2 separate regions of the Mus musculus genome follow, and region 2 is linked to region 1. The links are chromatin contacts, called in public HiChIP or PLAC-seq maps. All regions are on one chromosome and are shown on one strand. Each heading gives the region's core, a stretch centred on a gene start, on an enhancer-like site or on the middle of the called end of the contact. The rest is flanking DNA. Distances are from core to core; before and after follow the strand shown. Region 1 has its middle 11 kb from the start of Gm12052. Region 2 overlaps Commd1 (COMM domain containing 1).

The links. HiChIP or PLAC-seq counts read pairs in DNA pulled down with a chosen protein or histone mark.
Region 2: an H3K27ac HiChIP or PLAC-seq map of embryonic stem cells shows a contact between it and region 1, with 6 read pairs. The contact joins two enhancer-like sites. A contact is called at or near these places in 1 of 484 Hi-C or Micro-C datasets (bone marrow-derived macrophages), 9 of 115 datasets of contacts at active chromatin or transcription factors (acute myeloid leukemia, a beta-TC-6 cell line, craniofacial prominence and 5 more) and 1 of 9 other capture datasets (embryonic stem cells).

Annotation. Positions count from the first base shown.
Region 1 is chr11:22,620,320-22,624,871 of GRCm38.p6, reverse strand. No RefSeq gene overlaps it. Among named protein-coding and RNA genes, the nearest start is that of Gm12052, 11 kb to the right of the region's middle. Within about 2 kb of position 2,766, at least 39 of the 459 cell types and tissues checked have an H3K27ac peak or open chromatin away from gene starts, as enhancers often do. A contact at or near this core is called in embryonic stem cells, where this site is marked.
Region 2 is chr11:22,898,250-22,902,801 of GRCm38.p6, reverse strand. Commd1 (COMM domain containing 1) reads left to right here. Exons shown (of 3, transcript NM_144514.2): 3 at 2,745-3,074. The coding sequence ends at 2,852. Among named protein-coding and RNA genes, the nearest start is that of Gm24917, 32 kb to the right of the region's middle. Within about 2 kb of position 2,566, at least 7 of the 459 cell types and tissues checked have an H3K27ac peak or open chromatin away from gene starts, as enhancers often do. A contact at or near this core is called in embryonic stem cells, where this site is marked.

The sequences.
Region 1 (4,552 bases), core at 1,517-4,016:
AGAGGAGAGAAGAGAAGAGAAGAGAAGAGACGAGACGAGACGAGACGAGACGAGACGAGACGAGACAAGACAAGACAAGACAAGAAAAGAAAAGAAAAGAAAAGAAAAGAAAAGAAAAGAAAAGAAAAGATGCTGGGCGTGGTGGTGCACTCCTTTAATCCCAGCACTTGGGAGGCAGAGGCAGGTGGATCTCTGAGTTCGAGGCCAGCGTGGTCTACAAAGTGAGTTCCAGGACAGCCAGGGCTACACAGAGAAACCCTGTCTCGAAAAACAAAACAAAACAAAACAAAACAAAACAAAAATTAAAATAAAAATAAAAAAATTAAAAGAAATGACAAGAACAACTAAATTCCCAGACATTTGAAAATGAGAGATGCTGTGGTTTGTCCGTTTTGAAAACTCACAATGACCATGAATCCTGACTGTGAACAACAGAACAGAACTTGGTTTGCTTGTAGAGTACGGGAGGATGCATACTTACTATCTCTAGAGCTGTGATGTCCTGTACCACCTTCGGACTCTGCCAGATAGAAGGCAGATGTAGCCTCTTGACCTTGGACCAGAACAGTGAGTCAAAATAAATAAAGATCTTTTCTTGATTACATTGTAAAGTTGACATTATGGAACTTACATGCATATATGTTCTTAAACTTCATTGTTAGTGCTCTCACCCCACTGCCCTCCTCCTTCCTTCTGTCCTTCTGTTACCTTTCTTCCTCCCCAGAGAGTCCTTCCTTCTCCTTTCGCATCTCACACATTTCACATCCCATACGTCTCAAGCTCTTGATGAGCTGGTTCAGTGGATACAGGCACTGCTTCGGAGGCTGACGGTCTGATCTACAGGATAAAAGGAGAGAATGACTCCCACAAGTGTTATCTGATCTCCAGATGTGTGTCACCATGCATGATGACACATGAACACACTTGCACACACCTGGAGGACCAGCTTCTGGTCCATGATGTTTCATAGTCTTCATTGTGACAGTTATGCTCAACTCTCAGCCCAAGGAAACGTTTACTCCTAACTCATCCATTCATGCAACACACTCATTACATTTCCATTATGGGGTCACCACTGTTCTAGACACTGCAAATTCAAGGGCAAACCTAAACTGCAAATCCCTTCCCTTGTGGATTTCAGTGGAGTGAGAGAGACAAGGTAAAGGGTTGAATCGATGGGTTGATGTGCTACATGTGGAAAATCACAGAGTAAAGCGTGTACGAAGAGTACAGCCTTTCAGAGGCTGTGAGGGAAGGCTTCAGTGAGAAGACGTGGAGAGAGTCACTGGGGAGAAAGGCTTCCAGGTGACAGGGAAGCCTGGGACAGGGCTGTACCCGGTGTGCTTAGGGACTAACACAGAGATGAGCAAGAGAGGAGAAGGGTGGTAGTGGAATCTAGTGACAATCTGGAGAGTGGGGGCCTGGCCATTGGACAGTGGTCTGACAAACCTAGTTCTTCTGAATGACACCAGCCACTGCTGCATCCTCGATGTCATGCATGCTCCTCGCCCACGGATAGCATGACCCTTTACATGCTTAGGAATTGCTAGAATTTTCCTACAAAACACGAGCAGGCCAGCTTCCAGATAACATGTTAGTGCCTTTGGCCACAAACACCTAAGCAAACACTTCCCGACGGCTCCAGATTTTGGAACACATGGGAAAATAATGTGCTAGAGAACTCTGCCACTCTGATTTTCTTTTGCAAGCCCTAGTTTTAGAGCATGTCCTTGGGATGGGGCTCCTGACTGATCACAGTAGACAGACAGGAGTTAGCCAGAGCGTGCAGTTGTTCCTCAGGTTCTCTTGTGACTCTAGATTTTTTTTTTAATAGTGTTTTGCCAAATATAATATCAAGAAAGGACTTGCGCTAGAAAGTTGATAATTGATGTGGACTTCTGAGTCAGCCTAGAGCGATGGTTCCCTCATCCCTTTCAGGAAGTTTCTACTAATCGTGGGCAGCTTCTCCTGCTGTTATAAAACTGCCATGTGACAAAAGGCAGATAGATCACCTGTGGAGACATTTACTTCCTGTCTCACGGTCTCGTGATCTTGACACCTCCCTTATGATCTTGCTAAGAAGAGGGCTGGACCAGAGGTTGAGGCATTGTCTAGATCTCAGGACTCACAGTGATGGGGTGACTGACTGAGGAACTGGGAACCTGCTCTGGAAAACGCACCCTCAGCACTTTTCTCTCCTCCCTGTGGGCCGGAGAGGGGCTCCCAGTTGCTTTCCCCTGCGTCTCCGGGTGCAGCTTACTCAGCTGTGCCTTTTAGTTTATGAAGAGATTCTGTCTTGATTTTCTTTTGGCCATTGTCTGTGCTTTTCTGCTATACACCTCAACCATAAACAGAAGAAACATGCACAGACACATGCAAACACACATGCCAGACATGTACATGCATGCACTTTCGAACACACACACACACATCTTTTTAAACTCTAGCCATTTGTCTCCTTAATATTTAAAAAGGGGTGATTCCATTCTCTGCCTACTTGGCATTTTGTGAGAGACTACTGGACTGTGTGGTTCCAGCCTGTGATATCCTTTCTATTGTTTGGTTGTGATAATAGGGTGACTGGTACACAGCAGAGCTTGCAGGGGCCTGTGTTTTATGAACATTATAGGAGAAAAAACTTGTAAAGTAGTTTGAACGAAAGAAAGTATCGAGGGCCCCAAGTTTCTGGAGGTGGGACCATGGCTTCTGAAGTGACAGGTAGGAGCCTGCTCTGTAGACAGAAGGCGTTTACTTGTCGAAGGAATCCGAGGAATGTTACCTCCCAAATGTAGCACTCTGGTATGTTGACTTGCTGATGAAAGGTACCTGGGTCAGCAGAGGCTGGAACAGGCTTTACTTTGAAAAGTAAAAAAAGTAAAAAAGTAGTCTCTGATCTACCTAATGATCAGGTTGGCCAAAGGATACAGCTGCCTTTGATTTCCTCCCACAGATGCTGCCAACCAGGGAAGGCCCAGGGACGTCATCACACTCAGACTTTGTCACAGGCTATTTATTGCCTGCAGCTTTGGCCCACACCAGAGAGATTAATTTACCTCTATTGTTTGTCTTTGGGACCTTCAGTTACCTTGAAAATTATTCACTACCTCTCAGGATGGCTAGATTCCCCGATTTCCCATGCCACTGAGGAAGCGTTCGTGAGTGATCCCCTTCTTGAGCTGCCCCTGTGCACAGCGTGTATCTCTGTGCTGCGTATTTGGTCATCTGTTCCAGTGTATCAAACCCTCATTTTGATTTTAGAGGGGTAGAGGGGACATTTTCCCTAGGAACTGCAACTGAGCTGGCTTTAAGGGCTTTGGAGACACAAGGCGGGCGACATAAGCTCTGACCTTGTGCCAGCAGCTTCCTGCGCAGCATCCAGACACTCCAGGGAGCAGCTTAGAAGGCCAACTGCAGCTAGGCAAGAGCTGGGTTGTTGTAGAAAATCATTTAAAATCTAAGCCCATGGTTTCAACCCCACCTTAAACCAACTAGTTCCCCAGTAAAAGTCGCACTCTCAGCCTTTATATTTACAATAAGCTCTAAATTCTTCATAGTCCTTTACTGCCAAGCCTGTGAAACCTAAACCCCACCTACTTCTCTACTGTCAAGCTATTGGCTGTTGGCATCTTTATTCACCAATCAGAATTAACTTGGGGTCATTAGGGCTATATGTAGATTCTAGGTGGGGGTGGTGGGGGTGGTGGTGGTCTGCACTTAACATTACAATACAAGCAACTTCAGGCTGGGTAGGCTAGAGACAGAAGAATGCAGGGTGGTGTCTCAACTGCTCCAGTTGGATACACCCAGGTATTTTAGATTGGGGTGAGGTCCCAGGCCTGCCTTGAAGAAGGCTCAAGAACCAGGCTAGATATAGTATTGCACGAACTACAGCATTAAGAGGCATGTACTGGCTTCCAGCTGGGGCTCTTGCCAAGGTAGGACGTGAACAATGTACAGTTCTGTTCCTTTGTCTCTCTGGATCATAAAGGACAGCATAGAGCCAAGTCTGGTGGCCCAGGCCTGTGATCCCTGACACAGGAAGATGGTCAACTCAAGCACAGCCTGAGCCTCAAAACAAAAAGTAAGAAATGTGGGAGGGTCTGGTCTGATTCCCAGTATCACAAAAAGATAAAATAGAGGCAGAGGCAGGTGGATTTCTGAGTTCAAGGACAGCCTGGTCTACAAAGTGAGTTGCAGGACAGCCAGGGCTATACAGAGAAACCCTGTCTCGAGAAACAAACAAACAAACAAACAAACAAACGAAAAAAAGAAAAGATAAAACAGAATGAATGAATGAAATAACAAAGTGAAGATAGCATTACACCAGTGGGTTGCTGGTGGGGGAAATCACTGCTACATTGATCTAAAAAAGAGTTGGGCTATTGCCCTGAAACCCATCTTGTTTGGCTTCCTGTCCTACTTAATGCTTTGGAATATTTTTTTTGAAGAGCCTCTCTTAAAGTATGATTTAAGGCTTACCACGGGATGAGTTGACTTTTTAAAATTGAAGTATAATTTTTGGACAGTAAGATGTATTTGCTCTAAGTGTCCT
Region 2 (4,552 bases), core at 1,317-3,816, 280 kb before region 1:
CCTGCCTACACAGAGAAGAAACCCTGTGTCTCAAAATTAAACAAAACCAAACCCAAAACATTCATCTCAGGCTAGGGAAATAAATAAATGAAAAGAAAGGCAGAAGCAGCTCCTGGCTAACTGTCCCCTAATCTCCACACTTGTGGTATAGCATGTGCCCTGCCCCCACCCCAAATATGTAAAACATATTTAAAATGATGGAAGGTGAGGACTGACAGGTGAGGTTATTCTCTGACCTCCACATGTGTGACGTGGCATGTACACACCCCCACACATGCATACAAGTCCATCTCGTTGTCACTGCAGGTCAGTAGTAAAATGCGTGCGTGACTTGCATAAGGCCCTGGATTCAGTCTTGAGCACCCAAACAGTTGATTTCACAGAAGGTGAGAGCAGGGTGTCAGTGACCCAGAGGCTGGAGAGGATGGAAGGGGGAGTTTAACCAATGGGTCCCAAGTTATAGGTGGGAGCAAGATCTTTCACAGTTAAATGTCTATAGACAATACATTGCAATTTCCAACGGCTAGAAGAAAGAACTGGTGTTTTCACCATTTAAAAATGAGATAGATATGTTTGACTTGATTTAAGCATTAGACAGTGTATGCAAGTTTCAAAATATCCCATGGTACCCAATAAATCTAAACTTTTTAATGTTTTCATTATCAGTTAAAAATCAATTTAAAGGCCAGATGTGGTGGTTCACACCTTTGCCCCCATCATTCAGGAGGTAGAGGCACTCAGATCACTCTAAGTTTGAGGCCAGCCTGGTCTATATAACAAGTTCTAGGCAAGCTAGAACTTCACAGAGAATGAAGCCCTGTGGGGGTGGGGGGAGTCACAGTTATGGGATTAGGGGATGGTTTAGTCAGTAAAGTGCATGGAAAGGCTTGAGTTCAATCTGAGGAACCCACCTGAGACAGCCAAGTGTGTTAGCATAAGCTTGTCATCACCATGCTGGAAAGACAGAAGACCAGCCCTGCCCTCAGTGAGCTCCTGCCACTAAGAGATTTTTGTCTCAAAAGCCAAGGTAAATGTCTGAGGACCAACAGCACAGGTTGACCTCTGGCTTTCATATGTGTTTGTACATGTGTGTGTGCATACACACACACACACATACACACACACACACTCACACACTCACACACACACACATACACCTGAAAACTGAAACTGAAAACTCACAGGCTTGAAAAGGTTATACACCTTTTTTATGAAAAGCAATAAGTGAGGCTCCTAGGAGCAGTTAGTGACAAGAAGAACAGCAGTAGACAAGGGTTAGTCAGTGAGTTCCTGTACTTTATGCCAACTGTGTCTCCTCCCATGCTCCTCGTTTCTCAGAAGGTTTTTGCTTTAATCAGATAGAAGCAGCTCCAGCAAGGGATCCCATGATTCTCAGTTACCTTCAATTCAGAACAATCCGTTTATCAGAGTAGAGACTCTTGGGGTAGGATATTTTGATCCCTTTTAATGTTTAGAGAGGAAAATGTACAGATAAGAATATTAATCCTGTGATTCTGCCTGTAACAGACAAGAGGCCATTAGGCATGTCCCTTGACATACCTAGAACTTAATTTCATATTCTAGAAAGTAAGACCTGTAAGCATTTATGTTAGTCTAAAGTTACTGTTCATGAGGTAGGAAAGACTATCTTGGATTTGCTCTTCTCGTTTAAGGCCATATAGAGTTAGGGTTACCTGGGCCATGTGAGATTTCTGCCACACAAACATCAAAGACCCTACTTTTTGATACTACCTAGATTGGCTCACCAATCCTGAGTGACTGAAGGGACTTTATTGGAGGGAGATCTTGTGAGAGAGGTCTTACTGCGTGGAGAAGGACCTGAGAAATATCTATTACTACTTCAAAATCTGGTCATCCTTTATAGTTTTCTATCTAAAACTTCCCAGTGAACCTATCACAATTTCTTTTTAGCCTGAGTTGCAGATGGCCCAGGATAACTAGAGACAAATCACAATTCTTTTATTATTATATAAGTAGGGACAGCACTGACTTTGAAGCCAGCCAGAGCTGAGAATTCAATTATCTGACTTGTGTCATTTAAAAGATTTCTAGATGGAAGTTAACCTTTCCTGACCTCAGAGTTCTCATCCACAAAGTAGCAATACCTAGGTACCTACCTTAAATTTATACCATGTCAATTGAGCTGCCAGACAGAAGAGCCTCTCATAATGAGAACAAGGGCATCTGTCTCTGTTTACGCTTGTGTTTTATTGTGGATACTGTGGATATGCTTTGTATGGTAAAATATCACACAGGCTTAAAGGCCTGGAGTCTGGTTTGCTGTGCTAGGCCCTGGGCCTCTGCACCTTGCTCATGCCAGATAAAGAACCTTAGCTAGAGCTCGAGTCTTAGTCACTGTTGTGTCACTGTGAGGAGACACTATTACCAAAGCATTACATTTGGGGGCTTAAGTACAGTTTTAGAGGGTTAGTTCATGATCATCACGGCAGGAAGCAAGCAGGCATGGTGCTGGAGCAGTAGCTGAGAGCTTTATATCCTGATCAGCAGGCAGAGAGGGGGTGTGGAGGAAGGAGATTGGTCTTGGGCTTTTGAAACCTTGACGCCCATTTCCAGTGACACACTTCCTCCAGCAAGGCCACTCCTAGTCCTTCCCATCCTGCTCATCATCTGGATGCAAATGTATGTGCCTAGGGGCCATTTTCATTCAAACCACTACTGCTGTCTTGCAGGTTTTTCCTTAAACATCTTTTTGTGTTTTACAGGAATCTGAATTTTTGTGTCTGGAATTTGATGAAGTTAAAGTCAAGCAAATCCTGAAGAAGCTGTCAGAGGTAGAAGAGAGTATCAACAGGCTGATGCAGGCAGCCTAACTGAAGAGAGTATCAATAGGCTGATGCAGGCAGCCTAACTGAAGGCTGGAGGAAGGGGCGTTTGAAGTGAAGCTGCTCACAGACTTTCTCCACTGACCCTTTGAAAGTCCTGTTTGCCCACTGGTGTTACCAAAAGACATTGTATACATGCATGAAAGTCTTCAAGAATAAATAAAAATATATTTTAAAAAGTGGGTAAAAAAGAGAAACCTCTCAAAGTCCAATCTTGCTTGTCTCTGCTTGTTGGGTTCTTTATTTTCCCATCTGTTCCACTGGAGAGGGTCTCATATTTTAGCATGCATAAAGATTATGAGGGACATTTATAAAAACATACTGAAATTTGCCAAGTGGTGGTACACACACTTTTATTAATCCCAGCACTTGGGAGGCAGATGCAGGCAGATCTCTGAGTTCCAGTTCAGTCAGGTTTACCTAAAGTAACCCTGTCTCAAATAAGTAAAAACAAACAAAAAGTGAAATTAAACAGGAGGCTGGAGGGTAAGCACTCATTTAGTGTGCAAGGAGGTGAGGCAGGTTCACCTCAGAGCCTCAGGGTCAACAGAATTGACACTTTAGAATTCTTTCCAGCTGTTGTTTGTTCTTGGGAGAGCTGTTAGTCATCCACACAGGACACATTGTGTATCATATAATATTCTGGATATTCACCCTCAGAAAGTGAGGAAGGCATTACAGTCGTGTAGATAGTGCTCACCAGTGTGTGCTCTAAGCTGCAGTGTAGTAGAACCTGCCTACCTGAACAAGATTAAACTGGAATCTAGTGAGATTCTCCTGGGACCAGCTGATGGAGTTGAATAGGTGTGGTATAAATCTAGAGGTTGGGTTTAATCAGACTAGGGATACTCAAGCTTTTTAAAAATTACATTCTTAGTTTGTATGTGTATGTATGTATGTGGGATAGAACACACATGCTACAGAATGCCTGTAGAAGGCAGAAGACAAGGAAATTTCATTCTCTCCTTCCATAATGTGGGTTCTAGGGCTTGAACTCTGATTGTCATACATGATGGCAGCAAGTGATTTTCTCACAGGGTGTGCACGCACGCACAAGAAAGAAACCCAACATCAACTTCTGGCCTCCACATGCATGTGCACCAGACCACAGATGTACGCAAGGACATGCAAATATGCATGTCTACCCAGAGTAAGAGAGAGGGACTAATGTAATGAAAACTGTTTGAGTAGAAGTATTTTAATGGACTTTCCTTTGTTGAGACACAATGCTTGGAGCATCACCAGTTGAGGAAACAGGTTCATCTTGGCTCACCAATTTGGAGGGTTCAGTCCATGGTCTCTTGGCTCCCTTGTTTTGAGCCTGAGAGGCAGAGCATCCTGGCAGAAAGCAGTGAAGCCTAATTACACACTTCCTGCAGCCAGGAAGCTCTGAGAGATTGGAAAGAAGCAGACTTGCAGCCTCCTCCATGGGTGTGTCCCTACTGACCTAAATTCTGTCCACTGGATCCCACCTCCCAGCAGCACCACAGGCAAATGACCAAACCTTTAACTCACAGCCTTTGGGGGCATATCCAGGACCACCACAGCACACTGCAAGGATCTTCCAGCCAAAGGCTTCAATCCTTGTTGAACGTGTTTGTCATCTGATCCTGAAGTGTGGGAAGCGTAGCTGCCTGTGTGTTACAATGCTGTTCTCTTGCCTGTGGTAACAGCACTCTGGCTCTCAG